3 separate regions of the Mus musculus genome follow, and all the other regions are linked to region 3. The links are chromatin contacts, called in public Micro-C and capture Hi-C maps. All regions are on one chromosome and are shown on one strand. The core of a region is the stretch at or near the end of the contact, and the rest is flanking DNA. Distances in the headings are between cores, read along the strand shown.

Region 1 (3,296 bases), core at 488-2,987, 270 kb after region 3:
CACTAGCACAGGGATAATGGGCAGGTTTTACCAGGCTTGTAAGGGTTTTAAGGGCTCAGATTTAGATTGGCATGCCCGTGCAACAAGGGCTTCACTGAGCTCTCATGGGGGATTCTAGATGGGCATTGGGACTTTGTATGTACTGGGAAAGGTGGCAGACACTGGAGAGGGTGGCTAACCTAAGAGATTCATGCTGGCCGTTTCATGTCGACTTGATACAAGTTAGAGTCCTCTGAGAGGAGGGAACTTCATTTGAGAAAAATGACTCTGTAAGGTTAAGCCATAAGCAACCCTGTAGGGAATTTTCTTGATCCATCATTGATGGGGGAGGGCCCAGCCCACTGTGGACAGAGATACAAACTGGGATGTATCCTGGGTTCCACAGGAAAGTCCCAGGCTGAGCAAGTCACGAGGAATGAAGCAATAAACAGCACTCATCCAAGGCCTCGGCCCTGGTTCCTGCCTCCAGGTTCTCGCCTTGGCTTCCTTCAGTGGGTAGTGACTTGGCTACGGAAGCTAAATAAACCCTTTCCTTCCCAAGTTGCTTTGGATCACCGTGCTTCATCACGGCAATAGAAACTCTGACTGAGACAGAACTAAAGGAGATAGAGAACAGAGAGCCCTGTCCGGAGGGAGAGAGTTCTGGAGCCTGGCTTATTGGAGCTAAGAGAATGGGAGAGTCAGAGAAAGGGCAGAGCCTCGGCACCCCTCACAAAGATGCCAGACCTCTCTCTGCCTTGGGCCTCAGCAGCAGTGACTGTGGTACAGGCAGCAGGGAGGGGCTGTGGGAAGGCAGAGAAAACAGGCCCTGTCTCCAGTTCTTGGAATTTCTGTGGAACCCTGGGGTTCCCATAATACCCTTTGAGAACCCCTGCCCCCTGCCAGCCTCTCCTTCTTGCCTGCACTCCTCCGCCCCTCTTCGAGGCCACAGGTACTCTCTGTTACTCCTTCCAGAGAGCTGAGGACAGCCAGGCTCTGATCCCCTTGCTCCTGGACGCCCCCCCCCCCCATCAGTGACAGCCCTAACCTAGCTCCAGCTGCCAATTAGGACGATGACCTTGAACAAGCCTCTAGGGATCTCAGAGGCCGAATGGAGTTGTGAAGGTCACTTGGCTGCAAAAACCTTTTAAGGAAATGAAGGACCTAGGGATAGGCAGCCCTACATTAACAGGCTTTTGCAATTTCAGCCTTTATGGTTCCCACTGTCCTCATCTGACCAGTGAGAAAACTGAGGCCCAGAGAGGTGGAGTGACTCACCAAGCACACACAGCAAGAAGCTGGCTTGCAGCATCTCCCTCTCCCCACCTACACCTACACCTACACCCAGGGCCAAGCTCCCAGGAGAAGCTCAAGGCTTGGATTTCATATCCTGAAAGCCTGCTGCCACTCATAGACATTTTACAGATAAGGAGACTGAGTACAACGGCACAAAGCCACCTGCCTAAGGACATTCACTTGGACACTGGGATCTGGCCCCAATCTCAGCCCCTTATGCCATCTCCCCAATACCTACCCTAGGCTCTGAGACTGGGTCGGTCTGTCCCAGCCTGCAAGCCTCCCCACAGCCCTTACTGAGTGGACCATGAGGTTGCAATCGCCAGGTCCCCAGCTGCTCCAGCTCCTCCTGAGCTCGGCTCCTCCTCAGAGAGGAGAAGGACAGACATTCTCCTTGCCTTCCTGGTGGCTGGCAGAGCCTCTGCTCCCCGCCTGCTGCCTGGCTGATGGAGAGATTAATCCTAAGCCCTTCCTGGCAGCACCCCCACCCCCATCTCAGGCAGGACCATGCTGGCTGTCCCCGTGGGACTTGGAGCACCAAGTCCAATGCTGAGGCAGGACAGCTGGCCCAGCTCCCTGCAGCATCCGGACCTTCGGCTTCCAGGAGGAGGGAGGACTTCAGAGCCCTTCTAGAGAGCCACCTTGCGCCTCTGCTCTTCTGCGGAGTCAGACTGAATAAACTTCTGCTCTGTAGAGGAAGTGGGAGAAGAATTGGATGCTGACCCTCTGCCAGGACTGCTATGTTGAGAGCTGGTTTTGATTTGTGTTTTGTTTTGTTTTTTGGGGGGCGGGGGTTCTTCTCATTTCCCCCTACCTCTCTGTCACAACCCTGTCTTTTCCTGGTCAGTGAGACATGGGCTCCCCATGCCCGGCAGAGAACCAGCTGGGAACACACTTCCTAAAACAAGCGGTGAGTTGAACTTGGGAGGAAGTTGCTCGTTCTGGGGGGGGATGTTCTAGAGCTGGCTGAGTGGAACAGCTTGGCAGAAGGGATATTTGGAATGAATTACTTCCCCGGGCTCTAAGGGAGTTTTGCTGGCCAGCTGTTGGAGGGGGAACAAAGACCACAAAATCAGATCTGTTCAGTGGAAGGAGAGGGGGACAAGATTCCAGCGCTGGAGAGAACCCCTAGCCAGGAAGCTGTGTCCTGGGTTGAGTTTGGATTTGCTGAGTGACCTTGGATGAGTCCCTTTCAGCACTCTGGGTCTTGGTTTTTACACTGGAAATTGAGAAAGGTTGGCAAGAACACCCTGGATTTCCTGTCTCTGCAGGCTGCGCTCCTCCTGCCGCTGGCTGTGTGCTGTGAACCAAGTAATGCATGCAGAATAGCGGAGTGCTCTGCAGGGCGAGTGTGAAACACAGCCACCCCCACTCACTCCTCGCTGGCTGTCCGCAGAATCCCGGCCGGCTCTGGAGTAGAAAGGCACTTTCGTTTCCATTGGCTCCTGATTGGAATGCCTCTCTCAATGTAAGGTTATAGGTGCCTGGAGACAGCTCTGGCTGGAACAGGTAGCATAAGAAATGGTCACACCACACGGATGATGAGACAGGTCATAAATACTTTTAAAATTATGTGAGCAAGCTAAAATAAAACCTGCTTGTCCTAAGCGAAGCCCCTAAATGGGTTTGCAATACAGACAGCATTAGAAACCTCTTCACGATGCAAATAAAAGAGTATACAGCTCAGAGTGGGGAGTGACTACTTCAAGGTCACACAGCAAGGGTGACAGAAGATCAGGGTGAAGCTTTCTTGGGGAGCTCCTGAGAGTCAGGTGCCTTGCAAAGCTGTCATGATCCCTACCTCCTAAGCGTTTGACAGTAGGGGACACTAGGTGTCAGTCAGTCCCCTCATCTGCGAAGGTGAACCGTGCCTGTCTGCCTTATGGGATGGTTGGCCTGGGCCCCTTAAAGGAACTGGGTGCCTTAGAGCTTCTAGAAGTGACCGTTATGATGGTGTTTCCCGAACAGGCCTGTGCTCAACAGTATGGTAGCCCAAACTTCCCCACTCGCACAGACCAAGC
Region 2 (2,977 bases), core at 114-2,613, 420 kb before region 3:
TACCAGACCTCTTTCTGACTGGATCTTAGGGGCTGAAATCTCAGGCTTGGCAGGGCTGGCCTCCCCACTGCCCGGGGGGTCACCTGCTTTATCGTCTTGGCTTCCAGAGAGGATTGTCCCCAGTGGCTGCCTCTCCCACCCCACAAGTCCATTATCACAGATCTGAAGTTCCATTCTATGCCTGCCGCCTCCCCTTTGTCTCCACCCCTCCCCCCACCTCACCAGCCCAGTGTAATCTTGTGGGCCATCTGCACACTGTCCTTCTCGCGGCCCTGGGGATCCGGACATGGATACGGGGGGGCCCTGCCCGACCTCACACAGATGGCCTTTGGACATCGTATGTAACCCACAATCACTGTCACCGGGAAGGACACATGGGTCCCAAAAGCCAACAGCCTGGGGAGAGATGGAGAAAGCAGGGGCTTCTATATCTTCAGCCTCCAGAGAGGGAGGGTCTCCCTCCCACCTCCTACCCCCTCTGCCCCAGCCTCCTGCCCTCTGTCCCCAAACGTCACTCTTCCCTCCTCCTTGCTGGGCATTCCCCAGAGTTACTGTTTTAATAAGCTCCTTGCCCTCTAATTAGCAGGTGCGGCTCTGTAAGGAAGCGCCTGGTGTTTACCTAGCACGGAGCCTTTAATAACTGCAGCCCGGCGGGCTGGCTCCCTAATCCCCTCTGCAGGCGGGCTAATGAGCCTGGCACCGCCAGCCACTCCTGCCTCACCAGGCTAGCAGTGCCCCCAGGGCTTCTTACTGAGCCCCGCCAGGACCCTGGAGCCCACAGACTCCAGGCCTGGGTCAAGCGTGATACCTCGCTCCAGACTGATGGCACTGCCAGGTCCGTGTTAGGGGAAATGAAACCTCCTTAGCGGGTGGGGCTGGCCAATCTCAGAGCTGGCAACATCTCCATACTTAAGGGAGGGCTGTCCCTCGGGACTCAGGCAGGGGGCAGAGGCCACTAAAACATGCAATACTCAGGGGCTGCAGACCAGAGGGCACAAGCTAATTCTACAGCCTGGAACAACCGTTCCTCCCCCCCACAAGCTGGGGGTGGCAACAGCTAGGAGCACTGGGCAGTCTGGGGCAGAACTCATCCAATCAGCTACAGGAGGTCCCCGGAGGGAGCTGTTGACTCCAACAAGGGACAGCTACCACAGGGCAGCTTTCAGGTCTCAAGCTCCCCTCCTCCCAGACACAGCAGGACCCAGAGAGGAAAAAAAAGGCACTCTGTGGCAGAATATTCTAGAACAAGATGTGTGTGGGTTTTTTTTTTTTTTTCCTTTTAAATAAATGGATGTGCCTTGGGGCTGCTTGGGAGGCAGAGGCCCCGCCCACCCATTTGGAGGCGTTGAATAGCTTGAAAGGCCCTTGGAGTGCGGAGGCAAGAGAGAAAGGCCTCCTCTCAGCTTCCTTTGTGGGAAAGCCTCCTCTGGCCCCTGCTGGGCCTTTATCTGACTCGGCTGGTTCTTCCTGCAGTGGGGGTACCTCAGGAAGGTGGGTGGAGGGGAGGCCTCCCTTCCTGCAATCCTCCCCCTCCCTCTTCCCTCCGCTAGCCTCTCTCTCCCTTCCCAGGCCACAAGGTTCCCCAGGCCTTCCCCTTCCTGGGCAAGAGCATTCTAGTGCCTCCTGCTCAGGCAAGCAAAGACCCTGGCCACTGGACACCCTTCAGCTAAGAGCAGTCAAGCACAAACTAAGAGTCAGTTTTTTGCTGAGAGTCACCCTGTGCAGTCATCATAAAAGGGAGACCGAAAATCTGGGGATCCCTCTAATCACAGCCACTGGACCCAAGTGTGGCCAGTGACCCCAGCTAGGTGACAACAAACAACTGGGCACCTTCTCAGGATGCCATCCTTCCTCAACGTCAACCCAGAGGGTGAGTGAGTGACCCACATTCTGTAAATTCGTAGAATGACAGGAAGAATGGCCAGGATCAGAGAACCTGCACCTAGCCATCCAACCTTGACCCCTGGGCTCACAGGGAAAGAACAAAGGAAATGTGAGCCAGACCAAGCTAGTCAGAATCCTGTCCCATCTGGGTGGGTGTGGTGGCGCATGCCTTTAGTCCCAGCACTTGGGAGGCAGAGGCAGGCAGATTTCTGAGTTTGAGGCCAGTCTGGTCTACAAAGTGAGTTCCAGGACAGCCAGGGCTATACAGAGAAACCCTGTCTTGAAACCCCACCACCACAAAAAAAAAAAAAAAAAAAAAAGAAAAGAAAAAGAAAAAAAGAAAAAAAAGAAATTCCCGTCCCGTGTACCCTTCCAGAACTTTCTAGGGCAATGGCACAGACGGCACAGTGTCTGGAAGAGGAAGGGGCTAATGTTGTGACTTCTGTATCTGGCTCTTGACTGTGATGACTTTGGTTCTGGGGCTCCACAAACCAGGAACCCCAACTGCCTAGAGGGAGGAGGCAGGAAGAGTAAACCAGACCCACAAGCCATAGAACAAGTTGGCAAGAGGCCCCACCATGTTGCTAGCCACTCTGCCATCTTGGAAGCGGTTCTTCCAGCCCCAGGCAGAGGCCTCCACAGGTGGTCCCACCTAGCCTCACCCACCCCACCCACCCCACTGCAGGTCTGTGAACAATGGAGCATGGGCTGTTCTGTGGTCGGCAGCACATAGGAGGCTGGAGGCAAGATGGCCAGGCAAGATCAGCTTCAGATGACTGGACCCCCCACAGTATCTGGGTGCCACGCCCTTATTCAGTTCTAGAAGTGACCTCCATTGCATGCACAGGGCGACCAAGAAACAGAGATGCTAGATCACTTGCTGGAGGTTCCTGCCTCTCCCCAGTAGGAATGATAGGCCAATGGCAGCCATTTGCCACATAAGCTGGGACAGTCTTGATTTCTAGGACAGCATTTTTTGAATAAAAGATGTTATGTAGAACAGGCAGCCCATCTTTCTACTCCTGTAAAAATTAATACGATTTTTTTTAAAGTGGACTTAAAAATACTGCCCCCCCCCCCCAAAATGGATCAT
Region 3 (3,288 bases), core at 727-3,226:
TGCCTCCCTAGTGCTGGGACTACAGGTGTTTTTGAATTGAGCAAGGCTATGAAGGGCTGATGGCTCCAAGGTTTAAGATAGTTGCTCTTGCAGAAAACTGGGGTTCCATTTCTACCAGGACTCAGAGGCTAAGAACCATTCTAATTCCAGTTCCAGGAGATCCAACACCCTCTTCTCGCTTCAATGGGCACCAGGAACATACATATATGCAAGCAAAGCATTCATTCACATAAAATAAAATAAAATAAAAATGCCTAAATAGAACCAGATGTGGTGGTGGTGAATATTCCGAATCGCCAGGGCCTCTGGTGACAGAGGTAGGCAGTTGCCTTAATCGCAAGCCAACCACAGCTGCATAATGAAGACCTGTCTAAAACTTAAAAAAAAAAAAAAACCACTTGTCAAAATATTATTCAACAAATACGAATCGTCTGCCTATTGAAAAAAAAAAAAGCACACCAAATACAAAAGCATTTACAGATGAGGGGAAAGGTCAAACAGGCAAAGTTCAGATTTGATCTATGAAACACCACATACTTAAGAGAACGGAAGTTTCTCCTAGGATCTAACCTTTTATTAAAAACAGTTTCGAGGTTTAAATCCCATATTGCAACAGTTACTAAAACCTTTCAAAAGCACATGGTGGCTCTTGCCTGCAACGCACCAGGCTGAGATAGGGAAAAAAAAAAACTTAAGTTAGAGGCGATCGTGGACCAAGAGAAAGATCAAATAAAAAGACGATCGTTCTTCAAAGGTGGCCTCACCAGACCGACCTCACCTGCCTTGTACATACATCCACCTACCATCCTCAAAAAGGCAATTTTACTTCTTAGTTTCCCGAGAGTCGCAGCCCGGAGAAGCGGCACCACGTGCTGACTTCTCACTCGTCCTAAGTGCATCTTAGGAGAGGGGCTGCAGGAGCAGCTCCGGGCACAGAAAACACAGCAGGCAATCCGGCCTGCCGGGCCCCGACCCAGCCCGGGCTCGGACACCGTGCAAAAGGTGTCAGTCTCGGGCAAACCGGAGTATGCCGCCCCGGCGCTTCCCGGTTTTCTTTGCAATAGAATTCCCGAGGCCAGGGGCCAGGTCCCCGGCGGCGCTGGGCCAGAGCGTCGCCCGGGACTCGGCGGCTGCGGGCCGGGCACGCGGAGGCCTTCCCTGCGGCCTCGGGCGTTCTCGGGGCGGCTCGGACACTCTCGGGGCGGCTCGGGCGCTCTCGGGGAGATTCGGGCGGCCTCCGAAGCCGGGGAAGCGCGGCACTGAGGGGCGCGGCGCGGGCCTAGGCCGGCAGCGTGCCGGCGCCTCCCCCACCGCTCGCCCGCCGCGCACCTCGCGATCGTCGCCCCGAGGCCGTCCCGTGGCCCAGACCTCCCAGCCCAGACACGGCCCGCGCTACCTGTGGGTTGTGGAGGGCCATGGCGGCCCGTCTCAATGAGGTTCGGTGCTGCTCCGGCTTCTCACGCCGCGTCTCCCGTCGCCGCCATCTTCTCGCCGCACAGACACACTCGCAGCGGCCGCCGCGCCTGCGCACTGACTGCGCCGCGGGAGAGCCAGGCGGCGTTCTGCGCCTGCGCGCGACAGGTGGGCGTGCGCCCCGGGCCGGCGACCCTTCTGTCCCCAGCGCGCCGAGGGCGGCTGCTCCAGGCGAGGGCGTGAGGATGGAGCTGGCCAGGCACCCTGGGGCTGCAAGGTGGAGTTCCGGAGTGGTTACTGCGCTGGGTCCGCCTGAGCTCCGCCCTGGGATCTCCGCTGGAGATCTCCAAGGATCCCTTACCCTATGGAGCGCGCTCTTCTGACCGTTCGTTCATTCATTCATTCCTTCACTCTTCATTCTCTTCACTAGCTTGTTTTACCTGGCATTGGGGAAAAAAAGATTTTTTTTTTCTTTGTAAAACATAAAAGTAAACGTTGAAGGAGCTAGTGAGATGACTCAGCGGGTAACGGAGCCCTGCCTCCTGTACCCTTGAGGACCAAATGAGTTCCATTCTCTGGATCCACATGACGCCAGGGGAAAACCAACTACAGACTGTCTTCTGACATACAAAGGGGCACACGCAAAATAAACAATTTTAGAAAGAACTCGTTAATCCAGGAATTGTACTCCTGTGAGCTCAGTATATAGACTGCAGAGGTAGGACGATCATCTATGAATTGCAGACCAGTCTACATAGCAAGTTCCAGGTCACACACAGCTACGTAAGGTAGCTCTGTCTCGGGGTGGGGGGTGGATAGTCATGTTGATGACTTAGCACATTCTGCAAAGGGTAGAGACTCAGTAGGTGTTAGTTATTGCACACACGCAAGTGTATACACACGGGAAAGTTCTTGACTCAGCCATATAGGCAATAATAATAATAAAAACAAACAAAAAACCTTACTAAACCTCCTACTCCCAGCTGTAGACCAGGCCGGCCTTGAGTTCTGAGATCTGCCTATCTCTGCTTCCAGCGTGCAGGGATTAGGGATTAAAGGTGTACACCACTGCCGGGCCAGGAAAGAATTTTATGACAAGCCCCTGTGGGGCAAAGTTGGCAAGTTTATTAAGTAGAGGTGAGAGAGGGTACACGGGTAGGACTGAGTTTAGGATCTAGAGACAAGAAGGAAAAGGATAATGTTCAAGTGTGGGCACAGCTGCTCCAGAGAGTTGCCCTCAGGTGTCTTGGTTTTGTTTTTCTTTGCTGTGCTACACATGTAGCAAAAATTGGCTTCAAACTTTCTTTTCTTTTTTTTTTTTTTTTTTTTTTGGTTTTTCAAGACAGGGTTTCTCTGTGTAGCCCTGGCTGTCCTGGAACTCACTTTGTAGACCAGGCTGGCCTAAAACTAAGAAATGCACCTGCCTCTGCCTCCCAAATGCTGGGATTAAAGGTGGGCACCACCATGCGCACTGGCTTCAAACTTACTTTCTCTCTTTCTCTTCCTTCCTTCCTTCCTTCCTTCCTTCCTTCCTTCCTTCCTTCCTTCCTTCCTTTCTTTCTTTCTTTCTTTCTTTCTTTCTTTCTTTCTTTCTTTCTTTCTTTCTTTCTTTCGTTTTTCAAGACAGGGTTTCCCTGTAAAGCCCCAGCTGTCCTGAAACTCACTTGGCAGACTAGGCTGGTCTCGAACTCAGAAATCTGCCTGCCTCTGCCTCCCAAGGGCTGGGATTAAAGGCGTGCGCCCCATGCACATTGGCTTCAAACTTTCTAGCAGCCAAGGATGAACTGAAACTCCTGTATCTCCCGCCCCTACTTCCCTAGTACAGGGCTACGCTTCATACTCCGAACTCTGGCTCCACAAAGCAAACAAAGCAAA

What was found. Hi-C and Micro-C count contacts between places; a contact is called where the count stands out from the background. Capture Hi-C pulls out chosen DNA fragments and counts their contacts.
Region 1: a contact with region 3 is called in a capture Hi-C map of macrophages, with 2.2 times the contacts expected there. The contact joins the promoter of Kcng4 here to the promoter of Usp10 in region 3. A contact is called at or near these places in 3 of 39 promoter capture datasets (cranial neural crest, hippocampal neurons and liver) and 1 of 9 other capture datasets (macrophages).
Region 2: a contact with region 3 is called in a Micro-C map of embryonic stem cells, with 5 times the contacts expected there. The contact joins the enhancer-like site here to the promoter of Usp10 in region 3. A contact is called at or near these places in 2 of 484 Hi-C or Micro-C datasets (both in embryonic stem cells) and 2 of 115 datasets of contacts at active chromatin or transcription factors (embryonic stem cells and pancreatic cancer cells).

What each region holds. Positions count from the first base shown.
Region 1 is chr8:119,634,121-119,637,416 of GRCm38.p6, reverse strand. Kcng4 (potassium voltage-gated channel, subfamily G, member 4) reads left to right here and starts at 1,737. Exons shown (of 3, transcript NM_025734.2): 1 at 1,737-2,185. It overlaps Gm46054 (a long non-coding RNA gene), which reads right to left and starts at 1,789. Exons shown (of 4, transcript XR_001778667.2): 1 at 1,514-1,789.
Region 2 is chr8:120,333,472-120,336,448 of GRCm38.p6, reverse strand. It overlaps Gm32968 (a long non-coding RNA gene), which reads right to left. Exons shown (of 3, transcript XR_388103.3): 2 at 223-396. It also overlaps a transcript of Gse1 not described here. Among named protein-coding and RNA genes, the nearest start is that of Gm32968, 7.3 kb to the right of the region's middle. Within about 2 kb of position 1,363, at least 170 of the 459 cell types and tissues checked have an H3K27ac peak or open chromatin away from gene starts, as enhancers often do. A contact at or near this core is called in embryonic stem cells, where this site is marked.
Region 3 is chr8:119,909,048-119,912,335 of GRCm38.p6, reverse strand. It overlaps Usp10 (ubiquitin specific peptidase 10), which reads right to left and starts at 1,976. Exons shown (of 14, transcript NM_009462.2): 1 at 1,397-1,976. The coding sequence starts at 1,417.